Linked DNA regions of Mus musculus: regions 1, 2, 3 and 4 are each linked to region 5. A link is a contact called in public Hi-C, HiCAR-type and HiChIP or PLAC-seq data. All regions are on one chromosome and are shown on one strand. Each heading gives the region's core, a stretch centred on a gene start, on an enhancer-like site or on the middle of the called end of the contact. The rest is flanking DNA. Distances are from core to core; before and after follow the strand shown. Region 1 overlaps Nme7 (NME/NM23 family member 7). Region 2 has its middle 140 kb from the start of Dpt. Region 3 has its middle 87 kb from the start of Gm26685. Region 4 has its middle 92 kb from the start of Dpt. Region 5 holds the start of Atp1b1 (ATPase, Na+/K+ transporting, beta 1 polypeptide).

Evidence for each region. Hi-C and Micro-C count contacts between places; a contact is called where the count stands out from the background. HiCAR-type assays count read pairs that join an accessible place to other places. HiChIP or PLAC-seq counts read pairs in DNA pulled down with a chosen protein or histone mark.
Region 1: a Hi-C map of granulosa cells shows a contact between it and region 5, with 1.7 times the contacts expected there. The contact joins the enhancer-like site here to the promoter of Atp1b1 in region 5. A contact is called at or near these places in 6 of 39 promoter capture datasets (the 3T3-L1 cell line, hippocampal neurons, liver and 1 more), 15 of 484 Hi-C or Micro-C datasets (Sertoli cells, adipose-derived mesenchymal stem cells, cardiomyocytes and 11 more), 7 of 115 datasets of contacts at active chromatin or transcription factors (astrocytes, embryonic forebrain, embryonic hindbrain and 3 more) and 2 of 9 other capture datasets (adipose tissue and pancreatic islet).
Region 2: an HNF4G HiChIP or PLAC-seq map of pancreatic cancer cells shows a contact between it and region 5. The contact joins the enhancer-like site here to the promoter of Atp1b1 in region 5. A contact is called at or near these places in 5 of 39 promoter capture datasets (the 3T3-L1 cell line, hippocampal neurons, liver and 2 more), 1 of 15 datasets of contacts at CTCF or cohesin (large pre-B cells), 2 of 484 Hi-C or Micro-C datasets (both in embryonic stem cells), 5 of 115 datasets of contacts at active chromatin or transcription factors (embryonic stem cells, forebrain, large pre-B cells and 2 more) and 4 of 9 other capture datasets (adipose tissue, embryonic stem cells, liver and 1 more).
Region 3: a contact with region 5 is called in a Hi-C map of ventral hippocampal neurons, with 4 times the contacts expected there. The contact joins the enhancer-like site here to the promoter of Atp1b1 in region 5. A contact is called at or near these places in 8 of 39 promoter capture datasets (the 3T3-L1 cell line, 3T3-L1-derived adipocytes, cranial neural crest and 5 more), 12 of 484 Hi-C or Micro-C datasets (B cells, cerebral cortex, cortical neurons and 5 more), 12 of 115 datasets of contacts at active chromatin or transcription factors (the 230-238 cell line, astrocytes, embryonic stem cells and 5 more) and 4 of 9 other capture datasets (adipose tissue, embryonic stem cells, liver and 1 more).
Region 4: a HiCAR-type map of kidney shows a contact between it and region 5, with 5 times the contacts expected there. The contact joins the enhancer-like site here to the promoter of Atp1b1 in region 5. A contact is called at or near these places in 9 of 39 promoter capture datasets (the 3T3-L1 cell line, the C10 cell line, the HPC-7 cell line and 4 more), 3 of 484 Hi-C or Micro-C datasets (all in liver), 10 of 115 datasets of contacts at active chromatin or transcription factors (VIP interneurons, astrocytes, extraembryonic endoderm stem cells and 7 more) and 2 of 9 other capture datasets (embryonic stem cells and liver).

Annotation. Positions count from the first base shown.
Region 1 is chr1:164,326,835-164,330,617 of GRCm38.p6, reverse strand. Nme7 (NME/NM23 family member 7) reads right to left here. Exons shown (of 14, transcript NM_138314.4): 4 at 2,218-2,325. Among named protein-coding and RNA genes, the nearest start is that of Nme7, 21 kb to the right of the region's middle. Within about 2 kb of position 2,112, at least 19 of the 459 cell types and tissues checked have an H3K27ac peak or open chromatin away from gene starts, as enhancers often do. A contact at or near this core is called in granulosa cells, where this site is marked.
Region 2 is chr1:164,650,104-164,653,708 of GRCm38.p6, reverse strand. No RefSeq gene overlaps it. Among named protein-coding and RNA genes, the nearest start is that of Dpt, 140 kb to the left of the region's middle. Within about 2 kb of position 1,263, at least 14 of the 459 cell types and tissues checked have an H3K27ac peak or open chromatin away from gene starts, as enhancers often do. A contact at or near this core is called in pro-B cells, where this site is marked.
Region 3 is chr1:164,587,734-164,591,931 of GRCm38.p6, reverse strand. No RefSeq gene overlaps it. Among named protein-coding and RNA genes, the nearest start is that of Gm26685, 87 kb to the right of the region's middle. Within about 2 kb of position 1,646, at least 26 of the 459 cell types and tissues checked have an H3K27ac peak or open chromatin away from gene starts, as enhancers often do. A contact at or near this core is called in cerebral cortex, cortical neurons, forebrain and 2 more, where this site is marked.
Region 4 is chr1:164,702,394-164,706,306 of GRCm38.p6, reverse strand. No RefSeq gene overlaps it. Among named protein-coding and RNA genes, the nearest start is that of Dpt, 92 kb to the left of the region's middle. Within about 2 kb of position 2,101, at least 69 of the 459 cell types and tissues checked have an H3K27ac peak or open chromatin away from gene starts, as enhancers often do. A contact at or near this core is called in VIP interneurons, forebrain, hippocampal neurons and 2 more, where this site is marked.
Region 5 is chr1:164,456,730-164,460,413 of GRCm38.p6, reverse strand. Atp1b1 (ATPase, Na+/K+ transporting, beta 1 polypeptide) reads left to right here and starts at 2,059. Exons shown (of 6, transcript NM_009721.6): 1 at 2,059-2,653. The coding sequence starts at 2,557. It overlaps Gm32391 (predicted gene, 32391), which reads right to left and starts at 1,891. Exons shown (of 4, transcript NR_168343.1): 1 at 674-1,891.

The sequences.
Region 1 (3,783 bases), core at 863-3,362, 130 kb after region 5:
GTGTGCATGGATCTGTGTTTGTGATCCTGCAGGTGGTCACAGTGTGCATGGATGTGTGTGTATGTGATCCTGCAGGCTGGTCACTGTGTGCATGGATGTGTGTGTGATCCTGCAGGCTGGTCACAGTGTGCATGGATGTGTGTGTGATCCTGCAGGCTGGTCACAGTGTGCATGGATGTGTGTGTGATCCTGCAGGCTGGTCACAGTGTGCATGGATGTGTTTGTGTGTGATCCTGTAGGCCGGTCACAGTGTGCATTGATGTGTGTGTGTGTGATCCTGCAGGCTGGTCACAGTGTGCATGGATGTGTGTGTGATCCTGCAGGCTGGTCACAGTGTGCATGGATGTGTGTGTGTGTTATCCTGCAGGCTGGTCACAGTGTGCATGGATGTGTGTGTGATCCTGCAGGCTGGTCACTGTGTGCATGGATGTGTGTGTGTGTGATCCTGCAGGTGGTCACGGTGTACATGGATGTGTGTGTGATCCTGCAGGCTGGTCACTGTGTGCATGGATGTGTGTGTGTGTTATCCTGCAGGCTGGTCACAGTGTGCATGGATGTGTGTGTGATCCTGCAGGCTGGTCACTGTGTGCATGGATGTGTGTGTGTGTTATCCTGCAGGCTGGTCACAGTGTGCATGGATGTGTGTGTGATCCTGCAGGCTGGTCACAGTGTGCATGGATGTGTGTGTGTGTTATCCTGCAGGCTGGTCACAGTGTGCATGGATGTGTGTGTGATCCTGCAGGTGGTCACGGTGTGCATGGATGTGTGTGTCTCAGTGTCTTTACGTGTCCCTTGAGCTTTTCTTTGGAACTTTTTCTGTTTGTTTTGTCATATTCTGGTTTGTTTTTATTTTATGCCTGCTTGTATTCTAATGAAAGAGAGAAAGAAAGGGTGTAGGAGGAATATCTAGAAAGAGTTGGGGTAGGGGAAACTGTAATCAAAATCTGTTGTATGGAAACAATATAATTTTCAATAAAAAATAAATTAAAAAAATACATCCCAAATGCCATTTCAAAATCAACCATACAGAAAGGCAGCTTCAGTCTTCTCCCCGTCCCATAGGAAATAATTTTGCTAACTTTTAAGCAAACAAAGGTTATTTACCAGTGTGTGAGCTCCCATGTATGAATGGACAGTCATGCACATGCATGCAAGCCAAAGGTGACCTCAGACCTGGTTCTCGGGAGCTATCCCCCTTACCTGCATTGTTTGCTCTGTTTTGTTTTGTTTGGGGGAGGTTCTTTGGTTTTCAGGCAAGGCCTCTCAGGGTTTCTCTGTGTAGCCCTGGCTGTCCTGGAACTTCCTTTGTAGACCAGGCTGACCTCAAATTTAGAGATCCACCTGCCTCTGCCTCTCTGCCTCTGTCTCTCTGCCTCTGCCTCTCTGCCTCTGTCTCTCTGCCTCTGCCTCTCTGCCTCTTTCTGCCTCTCTGCCTCCCTCTCTGCCTCTCTCTGCCTCTCTCTCTGCCTCTTTCTGCCTCTCTCTGCCTCTCTCTCTGCCTCTTTCTGCCTCTCTCTGCCTCTCTGCCTTCTCTGCCTCTCTCTCTGCCTCTCTGCCTCTCTCTCTGCCTCTCTCTCTGCCTCTCTGCCTCCCTCTCTGCCTCTCTCTGCCTCTCTCTCTGCCTCTTTCTGCCTCTCTGCCTTCTCTGCCTCTCTCTCTGCCTCTCTGCCTCTCTCTGCCTCTCTCTGCCTCTGCCTCTCTGCCTCTCTCTCTGCCTCTCTCTGCCTCTGCCTCTCTGCCTCTCTCTCTGCCTCTCTGCCTTCTCTGCCTCTCTCTCTGCCTCTCTGCCTCTCTCTCTGCCTCTCTGCCTCCCTCTCTGCCTCTCTCTGCCTCTCTCTCTGCCTCTCTGCCTCTCTCTGCCTCTCTGCCTCTGCCTCTCTGCCTCCCTCTCTGCCTCTCTCTGCCTCTCTCTCTCTGCCTCTCTGCCTCTCTCTGCCTCTCTGCCTCTGCCTCTCTGCCTCTGGAATACCAGATCAAAGATGTGCACCACCACACCTGGCTCACCTTATAATCTGAGACAGGACTTCTCACTGAACCTGGGGCTTACCCACTGAGCTAGACCACACAGCTAGCAAGTCCACAATCTGCTCCCACAGAGCTGGGATTACGAGGAGGCACCGCCATGCCTGACTGTTCACCTGCCCGCTGAGGGTCAGATTCTCATGCTCACACAGCACGCGCATTACCCACGGAACCATCTTTCCAGTCCTCAGTTACCATTTCAACAGATCCGTCTGTGGGGTAAAACAGCAGCTCATAGCGTCGGAGCAATGAAGCATTTGGATCATACCACTCTGCAATGAAAGCGAATCTCTCGCTCTGATTCTGTGAAGGAAAACAAAGAATTTTATCAGTACCGTATAAGCACTCTAAGGACTTCCAAATATTTACACAAACAAATCTTTGCTATTATACTCAAGTACTCTTTTCTTAGAAATTTGTCCTGCTAGTTTCTGATTAAATACACTTGTGTATTTCAAAGGTCAGTTTAATCATCTCTTCAAGGCCAGTCAATTGTCTCCATTCAGTCAGCAGTCTTTGGAACTCGAGCTCGGGATCCGACTACTTTAACAACTCATGCTTGGTCCGCAGTCAAGTTTACTTCAAAATTATCAACAAGCTACTAAGAGACTCCATTGCTAGAAGTTTTAATATCTTAAACTCAGGAGTTTGGCAAGTGTAGACTATTGCACTAATGTGTAAATGTCTCTCCTCTCAGTAGTTGCACAGCTGTATCATCTTGTAAAAACAGCAGGGGAGAGTGTTCGCCTCTGAGAAACAGAAGCGAGACAGGCCTCTGTTCACTCCTCTCAGATGAGGAAGCTCCAGACAGAACAACTGACGAGGTGATTTCCACTGTTTTCAAAAGCTTCAGACACTCCTAAGCTCTCAGGTAGGGATTCTTCGAGTTATGACGTAGAGTTTACAATAGAAACTACAGGCAGAGAGGTACCCTGTGTGTCATCTGGAAAAAATAGCCAGTTTCCTCTATAACCATGACTTGCCTCAGTGAAACACACACACACACACACACACACACACACACACTCCCAGACCTTACTCATTTTCAAAATTTTACTTTTCAATTTCATTGAGCCATGTCTATCAAAAAAGATGATTTCTCATTTTCCAGGTGATACCAATGTTTGGTTTGGCTTTGTTCAAACCCTTCATTTCATAGATAAAGAAACTGAGTTCCACAGGATACACTCGACCAGCGTAATATCGCAAAGCCTGTCATGTGACTGAGCTAAACCCAGGAACTGCACCCTGCTTTCTCCAGGTCTGGCCTTGTAGGTGAACTCCAGGAGAAACTGATTCTCGTAGGACACCCAGAGAGCAGAGCCACCCTGAGTTAGTTCCATAATGTGTCCAATGGTTACAGGAATAATCTCATCCCATCTTCACTGAACATTTCCATTTCTCTCAGAAATACTTTATAGAGAATATTCAAACATTACATTATAGTGAAAAAATTCTGCTTTTAAAAAAAAATTGTTTTGGTTTTGATAGTGGTGGGATTAAATTCAGGCTCGTTCACTAGCTAAGCCCAAAACTGTTTCTTAGAGCGGCTGAATCAGAAGCAGGGTGGCTGTGGAACGCTGGGCTCCTGCATACCCGCCAGCTCCTCATTAGTCAGAGCAGCTGGGATCACTCCAGCATCCTGAGGGGGCCTGTTGATGTTCCCCCACAGAAGGAGCATGGGAGGAGGGACATCAGATCTCCATCTGAGATTCCAGCTACTTCCTGAGCAGCATCCCCCCTCCCAGTTGTATATAATTA
Region 2 (3,605 bases), core at 14-2,513, 190 kb before region 5:
TGGATTAAAACTGAGTTCATATTCCCAGGCCCCAGAACCTACCTGCTATCCTGCTTCTTCAGGTGTTTCATGCTTGTCTGTTAACCAGGAAGAGGGGAGTTGCTGATTATCTAAACTAAGATCCGTGAGTTGTAAATGTATTGCCTGTTATGACTTAATTAACTTGCCCCAGATTCCTTTTTTTCTCTTATCATTTTGAGTTCTGGGACAGAAGTTCAGGAGGAGGCCTGACCATCAAAGCTATGAGTTAAGGACCCTGAAACCAGGTGACCCAGATGGGGCCCAGTCATCAACATTTACTTCCTTGCTCAACCTTGTGTCAAAATACAATTAGACAATGCTACATTCTACTTTGGTCTTCTTCAATTTGTGGTTCAATCCTTTAAAAATGATGTACAATTTCCCTTCAGGGTTTCAGTTTGGCTCCCAAGTCTATTCTGCTGCCCTGATCAATCAGTAGCAGCCTGAGTATAATGAAATTTTGTCATCTGTTTAAATACTTGCTAAGATGAATGTTCAAAACCAGCTACTGACTGGTCAGTTTTTGCTACCTAATTCAAATAAAGATCATGCTTTGCTGGATTCTCCTGATTGCTTGGGCTGTTTTGGTTTTTCAGACCCAAACAATATCAGCACCTAAGTCAGTTCCAGGGAAAAAAGAAGTTTCTGAGCAGCTGAGGATGCTCCAGTGTGCATGGTGTTGAATGCAATCTTCCCAAACTCAGGTCCCTACATGCCAGCACAAAAACACAGTCAATGACAGGATAAGATGTCTCCACAAGAGCCCAGCAAACCTAACACAGCAGGCCCTGAGTATTGCAACATAGCTGAAGCACATGAAAAAAGATCTTAAATAGCCTTTGTGAATATTCTATGGATTCTTTTTAAAATTGAAAATAGACTGTTTTCTCATACAATATATGCTGATTATAGTTTCCTCTCGCTCCATTCCTTCCAGTTCCTCCCAATTGGTCACCTTTCTGTCTCTCATTAGAAAAGAGCAGGTTTCTAAGAGATAACAACCAAACATGACAAATGAAATCTAATAAGACGAAGCAAAAACTTTCATATTGAAGTTGGATAACAGGAGGAAAAGAGTCCAAAGAGTAAGCAAAAGAGTCAGATGTCCTCTCACCCGCAGAGCCAGGAGTCACAATAAAACACTAATAACTATAATATATGCACAGGGGACCTGGGGATGACTCTGATAGGGGTTTCTTAAAGAGGAAATGAGTAAATCCCTAGAGAAATCTGTGAACACACAAATAGAAGGAAGTGGTTATACAATTCAAGCCCTGAAAGTGCAAATAGAATCAATAAGGGAACTCAAAGTGAGAGAAAGCAAGAAAACAAAAATTGAGGAACTCAAACAGGAACCTCAGAGGCAAGCTTCACCAACAGAACACAAGAGATGGAAGCAGAGGCAAGCTTCACCAACAGAACACAAGAGATGGAAGCAGAGGCAAGCTTCACCAACAGAACACAAGAGATGGAAGAGAGAACCTCAGACATTGAAGACAAGATACAAGATATGAATACCTCAGTCACAGTAAATATTAAATCTTTAAAAAAAATTCTGGCATTATGAAAAGACTTGAACTAAGAATAATAGGAATAGAGAAAGAAGAAGAAATCTAGGTTACCTAGGTCAAAGGCACAGAAACTATTTTCGACAAATTCATGGGAAAAAAACAAAAGAAGGAGATGTCTATCAAAGTATAAGAAGTATACAAAACAACAAATAGACTGGACTAGAAAAGAAAGTCCCCCTGACAAATAATAATCAAAATATTAAACATTCAAAAAAAGAAATAACATTAAAAAGCTGCAAGGGGAAAAGAACAAATAATATATAAAGCCAGACCTATTAAAACAATACCTGACTTTCCAGTGGGGACTCTAAAAGCTAGAAGGGCATGGATAGATACTCTACAAATTCTTAAAACACCAAGATGCCAGCCCAAATTGCTCTACCCAGCAAAACTTTCAATCACAGTAAGTGGAGAAAATAAGATATTTCATGATAAAACCAAATTTAAGCAATATCTATCTATAAATCCAGCCCTACAGAAGAGCTAGAAGGAAAACCAATGTAAAGAAGTTAACCCCACCCAAGAAGTCACCTGGAATAAATAATCTCAGAACAACAAATCAAAAGACAGGAAAAACACACACACATACAGACCACTATCACAACAATAACAAAATAATAGGAATCAACAAACATTTCTCATTGATATCTCTCAAAGTCAGTGGTTTCAATTCCCCAATAAAAGGACTAACAGAATGAATGCAAAAACAGGACCCATCCTTCTGCTGCATGCAAGAAACACACCTTAATGTCAATGCTAGACAGGGAAAAAAGAATGTAAAAAGATATTTCAAGCAAATAGACCTAAGAAGCAAACTGGCATGGTCATTTTAATATCTGTAAATAATAGACTTTAAACCAAAGCTAACTGACATTATAAACCAATTGGATCTAACAGATATTTACAGAACATTTCCCCAAGTATAAAAGAATTTGCCTTCTTCTCAGCACCTCATGGAATTTTCTCCAAAAGTAAACACATACCTGAACACAAAGCAAATTTCAACAGATACAAGAAAATTGAAAGAACACCTTATATCCTATCTGACCACCACCAATAAAAGCTGGATATAAACAACAACAGAAACAAGAGAACTCTTACAAACTTGTGGAAACAAAATAACTCACTACTGAATAAAAAGTGGGCCAGGACAGAAATTAAGAGAGAAATTAAAACTTTCTACAATTGAAGGAAACTGTATCCACAACATACCTAAACTTATGGTACCCAATGAAGGTGGTTCCAAGAGATAAGTTCATAGTACTGAGTACCTATATTTTTTAAAAAATGAAGAGATTTTATAATAGTAATAGAACATCTTGAAGTTCTATAACAACACTAAAAAAATCCAGATAGGTAGATGGCAAGAAATAATCAAACTCAGAGCTGAAATCAAGAAAACAACAACAACAAAGACAATAAAAAGAATCAATGAAACAAAAAGTTGGTTCTTTTTAAAAAAATCAATAAGATTGACAAAACTTTATCCAAATTAACTAAAAATAGAAAGAAAATATTCAAATTAACAAAATTGGAAATGAAAATAGAGATATAACACCAAAGAAATCCAGAGAATCATAATAATAATTACTTTAAACACCTGTACTCCACCAAATTGGAAAATCTATAAGAAGTGAATAATTTTCTCAATAAACACCACTTAGAAAAGTTAACCCAAGATCAGAGAAGAAATTTAAATAGACCTATAACCCCTAGTGAAATAGAAGCAGTCATTAAAAGTCTAACAACAACAACAACAAAAAGTTCAGCAGTAGATGATTTTAGTGTAGAAGTCTATTCAAAGAAGAGTCAGTGTCAGTATTTTTAAATTATTCCACAAAATAGAAACAAAAGTAACATTGCCCAATTTGTTTTATGAGGTGACAGTTACTCCAATACTCAAATTACATAAAGACCTACCAAAGAAGTGGAATTACAGACCAATTTTCTGTCTGTACATAGATGCAAAAATTCCCAATAAAATAATTGCAAACCAAATCAATGAACACATCA
Region 3 (4,198 bases), core at 397-2,896, 130 kb before region 5:
TATTCGTTTCCTAACATTGCTGTAACAAGGGTCAGGAAACAATACAAATTTATTATCTCAGTTTTGAAGGTCAGCGATCTGGGGCAGGTGGCAGCGGGATGAAATCGAATGTTGGAGAGATTAATTTCTTTCTAGAAACTCCACAAAAGAGCACTCCCTTGCATTTCCAGGTCTTAGTTGGAACCCATGCTCCTTGGCTCATAGACTCTTGCTCCACCATCAAATCCCACACTGACATGCGAGTTCTTCCCACTCTGCATCACTCTGTCTCCCTTCCTCCTTGTTTAAAGAACCTTGTGACTTTGTTGGAGCCCCTCAGATAATTCATGGCAATCTCTCTATTTTAAATTTAGTAATCTAACAAAGGTAACTGTATTTTCAACATTAGCTACTCTTACCTTTGCAATACAACATCTCCCAGCTTGTGAACATGGCAGGGAGGCTATTTCTCTACCTCATTTTATTCCTAAGAGTATTTCCAAAGTTCAGTCAGACAGACTGAAAAGTCTTCAACTGCTAAAACAGCCTGTGAGAATCATCTGATTTTGGTCAGGTTGAAAGAAGTGAAGTGGGGGGAGGGGATGTCCCTTGACAATAAAGCTTCATTTTAAAGGGGCATAAAATTTGAAATCAAATGACCATATGATTAAATCCCTAGCTTTTGTAACCTATGAGTTTTGTAGCATTGATAAACTAACCTCAATTTCTCCAAATCTCCATTCCCTCAGCACTAATTTGAGTATATTTATTGTGCAGTCTTTCTCAATGCTGAAGTAAAATAATTGCAGTAGAAGGCCTGGCTCATAGGTTCTCTATAGATGCTAATTTCCTTCCTCCACAAAATATACTAGTTTCTGCCTCCCATTGGGGAGGCCATTGAACCTCACAGCCACTTGCATTGATACCTCACCAATCAGTCAACATGCACTGAGAACTTATGTCATACATGGGAAGCTAGAGAATCTGAGGATGACATTCAACACACAGTGTCGACCTAGTTAGGGAATCTATGTGTGAATGCACAAAAGGTTAGGTCACAGTAGCAGATGGTTGTCACCACCACAATCATAAAGCTCCCGCTAACGAACTGCCTTGTGTTTCATACTGGTTGCGTTTGAGAGGTGAAGATTCTACACTAGACCAATATGAGATGATACCACGACAGGCAGCAGGCGGATTTATGAGGGCTTGGAAAGAGGAGCTGTGGTTAGGAAACCTGTGAGATACAGGGAGGTGTTCTCACTGAGCAAATCCCTTGGATTCTCTCCTCAGCGACCTTCAAAGGTCTTGTTTACTTGCTGGGAAGCGTCTAGTCTGAGACAGGGTAAGTAAGACACAAAAATACCATCCCTAAACACTGCCATCTCCCACCTCCTCCCTCTGACAGCCTACCCTCCTTGCCAAGTCCCTCCCTCCTCCCTCCCCTATCTCAACATGATACAAAACAGCCTTTCTTCTTTCTGGGATTAGTTAGAAGCAATGCCCTATAATTATAGCCATCTTATCTCCTTTGAATTCACCAAAAATTACCCCTTTCCTTTAGATCAGCACCATCGCCACATGATAGATGCTATTGGTAAGCTTTGTGCAATGGTGAAATGTTGTTTTCTTAAAGTGACATCTGCTCCAATAGACTAATGTTCCGATCTGACTGACTCATTTGGTGGGAACATGTCCACATGCCAATGTGAATAGGCGGATGGGGAGGGACACAGGATGAGTGAAGCATCTGGCAGAATATTTTTTAGGATTTTAGATTTAAAAAAATAAGACTGTTCAATTTCCTATGGAAGACCAGTACGCAGTTGTCACAGCAGGAATAATACTCAGCCATACGATGATGTCTGAAGTGTACCACGTCTCAGGGTTGGAGAAATGCCCTGCTTCCCAAAAGCACTTTGACTCACCGAGGGGTCCTCATCTGTGGTCCCTTGTCCTCCCTGACCTACATCACCTCAGTTATCTCTACCTGTGCTCTTCTCCAGACCTGGGATCCATATTGGAATTCATGTCCATGGAAGTCTGCAGCCCTGCAGTGATAAGTGTTACTTTCTTTATGATGTCACCTCTAGATAAAGCTGAGCTCTGACTTCTCACAGCTTGGGTGTTTAATACAAGAAAATGATTTCAGATAGTGAAAGACGCAAACCCAAGAGCATGGTAAAGCAACTTAGGAACCAACGAACATTCAAGGAGTTGGTACCACCTATGGACTAAAAAGACAAAAAAGGCAGAGTCCCTAGAACCTATAGGGCATTGAGGGTTGGGTCACACACATAATACAGCTACCACTACAGTCATAGCACGAAGCAAAAGCAGATGGGAGAAAATATCCCAGCTTCACCCTTCCTCTAGCCTGCTATCTTACACTGGGGTGAATCCTTGAAAACATGCAAGCAAAGGGACCTAGAAGAAATAGCCTACAGGACTCTGCTATATGATAGAGAAACAAAATAAATAGGAATAGATCTAAAGCCAAGGATGTTGAAGGCCAACAGCATCCCTGAGTTGTGGATACACATTTTCTATGGCTGTGACCACACTGTCTCATCATTACTTGTGGTGTGGGTGAGAAATGTCCCCCATAGGCTGTGTAATTGAATACTTCATCTTCAGTTGGTAGCTGTTTAGAAAAGTTATGGAACTTTAAGAAGGCAGAGCTTTGCTGGGGGAAGTAAACACATAAATGGGAACTGCCTCTGAGTTTTTACAGCCTGGACGTCTGCTCTTTCTCTCTCTGTCTGTCTCTGTCTCTCTCTCCCCCATCTCTGTTTCTCTCTGTGTTTCTCTGTCTTTCTCTGTTTCTCTCCCTCTGTCTCTCTCCCCCCTTGTGTGCAGATGAAATGTGACTCAACAGTATTGAGTACTGTATTATGTGTATGTACCTCAACAGGTACATTGGTGTAAAGGTATCTCTGCACTGTCAATTGTTGATTGCTGTACTAGCCCAGAGCTAGCAGAATCTTGGCATTGTTGTTATTGATGTTCCTATGGCTCATAACCAGCCTCATGGTTTGTAAACTCTCTTCCTCTCTCAACTGTTGATTGCCTTAAGAAAACTCTGTCAGCCAATAGCTAGGCAGGAAAGGGAAGGCAGGACTTCCATTCTGAGCGAGGATCTCTGGGAGATGATCTCTAGGAGATGGAGGGGGTTGGGCATCCTGGCACTGAGAGAGAGATTCAAGGGTTAGACTCTGATGGCGTTTCCCCAAATATCTCACTAAAATTACAATGTCAAAATACTACCAAAAGCCATGCTTCTGTGCTAGGAAAGGTAGCACTGTCCATCTGATGAGTCCAGGAGTATAATCTCCCACTGGTGTCAGAATGAACATTTTATTTGTACTTCTGGGAAGAACCCATAAGAAAGAAAAAAAGACCACAATAGAGAGTCGGGGAACATGGGAGGCATTAAGGACGGGTCAGCAGGAAGGGGCTGGAGGGAGGGGAGGGAGGGGGAAAGTAATGTACTTCTATTTCAATTAAAATCATATTTCAAAATGTTGAGAAAAAAAACTAATTGTGCGCTAGGATAATAAGATTCAGTTAGATGAGCTAGCTAGGAGGTAGCCCAAGCTAAACGCCTAAACTCTTATAAATATTATAAGTTTCTACATCGTTACTTAACCACTGGCAGGTCCAGAAAGTCCTGTTATATGTGACCACAGTATTTCCTGTCTTCTGGGCAGGCTTCTGACTCCTGATGTCCCACCTTTACTGAATAACGGGTTGTCTGGAACTTTAAACCAAAATAAAGCCTTTCTTTAACTTATTTTTGACAGGGTATTTTATTACAGCAACGTAACTAGTACTCACTAGTGTAAGTGTGTTTCATATTTCTTTCCTTCCTTCCAGCTGGGTGGAATACGGATGTGATGGTGACACAACCATCCTGAGCCACAAAATTCAAGGTGTTCTTTGAGGACAAATAACAAAATAGAGGGAACCAGAGTTCCCAATGACCGTGCGGCTGTCAATGTCACATACCTGGGCATCAAAGGGAAATGAACTTATCGATGACCAACCCATTCCCATTATTCCTTTGAGAGTTTTTTTTTACACGAACCCCTTTTTCATGAATCTTGGTACCTCAAGGTCACCAGAGTCTCTCATTCCTTTATTCAATCACATGGGAACAAGAACAGATTGCGCGGCAGCGCCTTGCCTCAGGAGACATTTTTTTGAGCTTATGAAACTC
Region 4 (3,913 bases), core at 852-3,351, 250 kb before region 5:
GTTGCCATGAGCATGTCACCAGAACTCACCGGAAGTGGCCAGTGTTCTTCTCAGATTCATCCATCAGATATTCCAAGGTGCCAGAGAGTGGTCAGTGCTGGCACTTGGGTTTATGGTAGGTCCTCAGGGAGCAAAGGAACATGCAAGGGATGGTTTATACAATGAGAAAGTGCAAAGACACAGCAGTGGACGAAAATTCCCCTCATCAGGAAGTGACACGGGGGAGTCAGGGTGCTTGCTGTTCTTTGACTGCTCTCCCGACGTTCATATGTTGAAAACTCAGTTCCCAAGTTTATGTTGATAGTATTTGAAGATAAAGCCTTCAGTGGGTAATTAAAATTAGATGAGGTCACAGACTGATATCTCTGTCTTCCTCTTTTCACCAGGAGGAGAAAGAGACCCTCGAGGACCCTGGCTCTATTTTACCTGCTGCCCTTGACCATGTGGTGATACTCAAATGACCATTCTGGATTCCTAGACCTTGGAACCAAAGCCAAAGAAACTTCTGTGCTTTATAAGTCACTCAACCAGGAATACTCAGTTATAGTAACAGAAAACAAAGCTAAGTCACGCAGGATGTAAGGAGATGAGCCCAGATAGAGATATAAGGCTACAGAATTAATCAGATGGAAAAATCACTCCTGTACCTGTTCATGTTAGAACTGCATCATGTTTTTATACTGGGAAAATGTATTAAATACATCCTCTGCCTGTTATAGAATGATGTAACCTCTCTTTTAGACCCATGCACATAAGTCTACCCCTAGCCACCTTTCGACCAGACATTACAGAATCAGTAGATAGTTGCTATTGCTCCAGAAGACAGATGATTTTTTTAAAGAGGATTTTATATTTTTGGAACGTTTGCTACGGGTTTTTTTTTTTTTCACTATAAAAGTCAGCACACATTTTAATTATAGAAAGTTAAATAGAGCTGAGCACAGAGATACGTGCTTTTCATTCCAGCACTAGAGACATTAAAATGGGGAAGTTTTGAATTAGGGTCAGCCTAGGCTACATAGCAAGTCCTCGGGTAACTTCAACGACATAATGAGTACTTGTCTCTCATCAAAGGAGAGAAAGACGGACAAGCAAAAGAAATGTAGAAATAACAGAAAGGTAAACTATAGCATAACAGAGAGAAATAAACATATGCACACCTTTCAAAAGTTCTTAAGATTTTGATTCGTCCTTTTGCCTGTACGCACCTCTTTTCCTTATTTACCCAAGTGTCAAGGCTGAGTTGATTTTTTTTTCCTTTTGTCTGTAGAGAAAGAAGTGGTTTAATGAGATTTCACCATAAATAGATAGCTACAAAGGTCATTCGACAGTGTTCATTGATTTTCTGTTATGTGTCGGCAGCACTGTGCTGAGCCCTGTAAAGGGTAGTAAACACAATACACGCAGCGCATGGCCATGTTGGTTGCCATGGCAATGTAAAGGCCCAGGAATAAACAGGCTCATTCTGGGTATGCCTAGCAAAAACTGCTTGCTGGCGCTCAACTTGTCCCTTTCCCTCTTGGTCTTGGAGTTGTTCGTTCGAGTGGCCACTTTGGAAGGCCTCACGGCTCTTGTCCTCTGAATACTTGTGTTTCTCAGATGAAGCAAACAGGGTATGTTCAAGGTCAAGCTTTGTCCTAGTTCCTAGACCCGCATTGACTTCGTGATGCTTCCCTTTCTCTGGCAGGCAGTGCTAGCCCCTGCAGTGTGCCCCCTACCTATCACTGTGGCATCCAGAAGAAAAGGGAAACCAGAGAATGGCTCTGTGTAAGTCACCAACCCTAACAGGCTGCTTCCTTCCTGCTACAGGGCTGAGAAGACACAGAACCAACAGAGGCAAACACCTCATGAAGAGGTGCCATGCGTTGTTTGCTTGTTTTGTGGGTTTTGTTTTGGTTGATTTTTTTTTGTTTTGTTTTTTTGTTTTTGTTTTTTTTTTTTTTTTTTTTTTTGGCTTACAAAAACAAAATGGTCACTGCTTCGTCCCAACCCAAACAGCCAATCGTCAGCAGCCGGGCAATCAATCAGGGAGCAGGTGAGTTAGAATCACCCACCTTTGCTCCACAATGAATGGAACAGCCAGTTCCTAAATCTCCACTGACAACCAGGTCGTCTCCATTCTTGGGCAGCGGAACACTTCAGTTATGAGTTAGAGGTCATCTTTATGAGTTAGGGGACTGCAGTTTTTGTAAAGTCTGTACCTAAATGGACTAACATTTACCTACATTGAGCCACTTGGAACAATTACAACTTATACATCACATCCTTGTAATGTGCTCAGACCAGAATCACCTAGGACCTGATTGGTATCGTTGTGAGACAGTACTGATGGGTAATTGAAGAACAGGCCTAGTACAAGGATCAGGAAATACTGGCGACTTTACCACAGTGGGGTTCAGAAAAGCTAGGAACTTCCAGACACGTGGGGAAAGCTATCTTCCTCTCCCTAGCTGTTTATCCTGGGAACATAAGGTTATTGTTACAGGAGCTGGAGGTTCCTTGAACTTTAGAGCTATTCAGGCAATCACGTGTCTCTGTCACCCCTACTAAATGCCTTTGGAACAGGGGAAAGTCATTTGTCTATAGTTAAACATTACACTAGCCATGCCTGCTTTGAATGGGCAAACAGTAAAACATGCAGCAAAGGGTGAGAGAAAACACTTGAACTTAGAACCAAAGGATACAAGTTAAAGTCCTTTTAGATGGTCTACCTTTGAGTCTGTACTGCTTCTCTCAGTTTAATACCAATATGTTTTCTGATACTCTCCCATATAAAATATACATTAGCTGCTTTTTTTTCTATCATAGAAGTGTGTGTGTGTGTGTGTGTGTGTGTGTGTGTGTGTGTGTGTGCCATATACAGAGGTGTATGAGTACTCACAAGCTCAGGTACATGTATAATTTTTATCTTTTTCATTAAACTGACTCTTGTAAGACCAAGACTTGACTCCCTAACTTACCTGACCGCTATAGCATGAGGCTGTGATCAGCATTTTGCGAGGACTCTTAGTAGGCTCAAAGTAGACAGTGTTTCATGAAATATAAACCTCTGGGTGATCATAAAGTGTGGTCCTGACATGCATAAATTATTTCATGAAAACCTCAGAGCGGATTGGCAGTCAACACTGGAGGTGGAGCTGAGATACTGATATGTTGATCTTCAGGGTTATATGTGTTAGTAGCTTCTCTAGTTAGAAAAATAAATGCATTCAATGCCAGGCAGCTCCTTTAGGATTTACCCAGGAGGCCCATGGACAGATGTCAGATGTCCACGGTAACTGAAGCCTCAAGCTATTGGTTACTATGCTGTCGTTGATATGAAATATAGCAAAGGCCGTGCTTACTTTTAGATAGCACCTACATTTTCAAAGATGTTTTTATTAATTATATTCCTCTTATTATAGTTCATGTTAGTTGATAGTTATTCATTACATTTGATGAATATAAAACATGTCGGAATTCACACTTGAAGGTGAGACTTAGCAGACTCCATCAGTCCTTTGCGAAATCTTCAGAGAACTATGGATGGGTAGGATGCCCTTCAGAATAGTTTCTTCAGTTAGAATCCTAGAAAAGCTTTTACCTGGGGCATCTGGCTTCAGTATCCTACTTACTGCCACTCCTCAATCAGTCACTGAGTTCCAGTACATGGCTGAAAAAGAGACTAACTACTGGCTTGCCACTAAAAGAGCTATGTGACTTTGAACGGTCACTTACCTCTTCTGAAAGTCATTTCCTTCCTTATGGCTTTGGAAGAACGTTGTATTTCAGACTTGTGCATGTTAAGAGCAACTAATGACATGTGAAATTTCTTTGTAGAAAGAATTATCATCACTTGTTTTTCTGTTGCTAGGCTGCAACATTCTGACTTAAAGAAACTTGGAGAGTGGAGAGAAGAGGAGCTATTTGGCTT
Region 5 (3,684 bases), core at 810-3,309:
AAGAAAGTCAAGCAAGCTTGTCTCCCACTCCCCACTCCCAGTATAACTGGCATTTATCATACAAGTCGACAGCTAAGGGGCAGCACTTTTCTTTTCTTTTCTTTTCTTTTCTTTTCTTTCCTTTCCTTTTTCTTTTCCTCTTCTTTCTTTCTTTCTCTCTTTCTTTCTTTCTTTCTTTCTTTCTTTCTTTCTTTCTTTCTTTCTTTCTTTCTTTCTTTCTCAATAGTAAAGAAAGTTCTGATTTAAAACCTGCCACGATGAACTGTTTGCAAACTGTTCTGGGGGTTTGAGGTACACTGGCTATGAGGAATGGTCACCGCATCAGTCTTAAGAGTCCTCTTACTCACTTTTCTTTCTTCCTCAGATGTGTAATCCTCCTGCCTATCTCCAGTCTGGGATTATAGGCAGAAACCATCAAACTCCAGCCAAGTCTCATCCCTTTTGAAGCTACTTACACCCTACTTATTCCTTATGGTTTTTTTTTTCCTGATTCTGCCCACGGGGTTTCCTCCCTCATATATATATGAGGTACACACACACACACACACACACACACACACACACACACACACACCTCCCAGTGGTCTGGTCTGCGGAATCCCCTCCACAATGTAAGTTCTGCCTAGAGACAGTGGCATCAAATCTACAGGTACAGTCTCTTCTAATAGCTTACCAACCACAAACTTGGGTTTTTTCCAAAATAAACGCTGCAGGGGCAAAGCAGAGTGACTTCTTTCTCAACAAGCTGCTCTCACAGTTGTCCTTGACACAGTGGGTCGGCAGCCCCTGTGGACTCCATGAGACTCAGTTGCTATGTCTCCCCTGAATTTTGGGTATTTTAAGGTTTTCTTCAGTCTTGCAAGTGGGATTAATGAGAAAAAGCTCATTTTTGCATCCCTTCGGTTTTGTCCTTGGGCCTGCAAGATTGACCTTGAAAATGGCAGGGTGTCTTGGGAACCCATCTCTGTGTTGGGAAGGTCTTTGATAAGAAGCTAGCTCTTTGCGCGACCGGCCAGGTCGCTCCAGGGACAGGCTTTTCTGCAGCCACTGCAGAAGCCTCGCCATGTTTTCTGCTGTGTCATCACCATAAGAGCTGTGTGGAAAGCTGTTCAGGGGCTCGGTGGATGAAAATAAGGGCGGATTTTCAGCCAACAAGGATGGAAAGAATGGTCATGTCCAACACAGTGCTCTGCGACATCTTGACATGTGAGCTGGGTCTTCCCAAGTGCTCTGTCATTCCAAGAATTCTACAGTATAGGGTAGGGGTGCCCCCAGTGAGACAGAACAGTAAGCCAATGGGAATACCAGCCACAGACCTGGGCCAGGAGAGTCTTAGGTGGCTGGGTCACGTGCATAAATTGTTCCCCGGGGTCTAGACTGGCAGGAGCCACAACCGGTTCCCAGCTACAGCCCAGGGTGGGTTTGGCAATTGTCCGGATTGAGGTGGTTCAGGCCGCCCACAAGCACAGACCAGGAGTCAGGAACCGAGGCTGCCCGCTGGGCTGGCCTGCAGAAGAGGGACGGGCCGGAACTGCAACCGCAGTGGCAGAGAGTGCGAGGGGGCGGCAGGTGCATAAGCAGAGAGGCGGAGCAGAGCTGGGCAGAGTCACTAGCGTCCTGGAGTGACCTTCCCCCACCTGGCCATGGCCTAGGGGAGGTGGACCTGCAGTAAACCCCGACCAGTACGAAGGGGTAAGACCAGTACGAAGGAGTTGAGGTCTCCGAGGTTCCCAGAGAGCGATGCAGGTGCAGGCCACAGCATTGGCGAGCGGGGGCCGGGAGGACGAGGAGGATTGTCCAGGCACAGCTCGGGGCAGAGAGAGGGCCAGCAGAGCTGCGGGAGCAGTACTCACCCGCCCCCAGTCCCTCTCCGCACCCCTGCTGCGGTGCCAGCCCCTTTAGCTTTGCCGGCTCCTTTGTGCGGGGCCCCGCGCCCGCCCCTTCGGGGGCTCAGGCCCCGCCTTCTCGGCGCTGGCGATTGGCTTGCCGTGCCGCCGGTAGGCGGAGCTACGGATGGTGGAGGCGCGGTATATAGTAAAGGTAGGGCGTGCGCCCTCAGCCAATTTCTCGGCTCCTGGCCTGCGCGCCCGTGTGCCGAGCCCGCGCTCCACTCCGCTCGCCCTTCCCGGTGACTTTCCCTCCTTGTCCCTGGTCCATCTCGCCAGAGGTCACAGCAAGCAGAGTGGTGCAGCTACAGCTTGAAGCAGCAGCTGCGGGGTTCGCTGAGCCCCCCGGAAGGCGATCGGAGTGCGGGGAAAGCCCGAGAGCGGCCGCGCGCCCACCTCTAGGTGCGGGGCTCGGAGCCGCCCAGCCCGCGCGCGCCCTCCTCCCTCGTCCCTCCTCCCTCCGCCCCCGCCGCACCTCCCCCTCCTCCCGCTCTGCCTAGGCTGCTCCGCGGCGCGCCTCGCACTCGGAGAGCCGCAGCGGCAGCGGCGCGTCTCGCTTTCGGAGACAGAGCCGGGCCGCGGGGACACCGAGCAGCCGCCGCGAGGACGCCCAGGGCGCGCGCCGCACTCGCCCTCCCTCGGCCTCGGCCGCCACTGCTGAGCAGACACCATGGCCCGCGGAAAAGCCAAGGAGGAAGGCAGCTGGAAGAAATTCATCTGGAACTCGGAGAAGAAGGAGTTTTTGGGCAGGACCGGTGGTAGTTGGTGTAAGTACGCGCTCCGCGGCTCTGCCGTCGGCGCCTTGGCTTTTCTTAGGAGGCGCGTCTGTACGCGAGCACTGCGGACAGTTCGGCGCCCGCGGGGCTGACCAGGGTGTTAGGGAGTGGGTGGTAGGAGCTGCTAGGAGCGTGCGGCCCTGGGCTTGGCATCCAGTGACAAATGTGGGGGGTCCCCAGGATGCGCCTCGGGTGGGGAGCTGGAGCTAGGGTTTTGGGTATGGTAGGGATCTTCGTTTCCTAAGCCTTTCCTCCTGGGAAATTCGGTCAGGTTCCAGGAGCCTATGTATGTACCCTCCCTTTCCATCTCCCAAGACCTTAGAAAAACGAGATTTGGGGCCGTGAGCAGAACTCACGAGCGTACCTGTTCTAATGCAGACGATGCTGCGATAGATAGCATCATTCTTCCAGTCTAGAAATGTATCTAGAATGGATAGGAACGGGGAGAAGAAATGCATCCACACTGCAGTCCTCACACATTGCAGTCATCACAGCCCAGAAATGGCCCAGTGAGCTCCATTCATGGCTCGTTTTTTAAGCCTTGGCTAGACATGGTGTTTTTAAGCTCTTCATGATACAAACGAAGAAACAGGTTATATTAGAGCATTTCATGCAGCCTGTTGCTTCCTTGGCTGGACTCCCCCTCATACCCCATTGAAAATTACATACCGTGTTTGTTTTTTACCTCCTTACACTGGAAAGGTACTAGGTTTTTTTTTTTAAGGTCATTTTGAAGGGCATAGTTGTAGACAAATCCATGAGTCGTGACTGCGGAAGGGAGGGAGGGAACTCCCCTCTGCTGCATCACTGCCCCCCTCCTTCTCCAGTATCACCATCACCACCAGCTCCTCTACCTTCTCTCTCGCCTCCTTCCCCCTCCCACCCCTATAGCAGCAGCATTGCAGGAACTAAGGGAACCCTGAAAACTAACGATGCGATGCTGCGTTCCTGTGTGGGGAGGGTCTATGGAAATAGACTGGAGAATGAGTCAGGGAAAAGAGCGCTTGGCTGACATTTTGAAA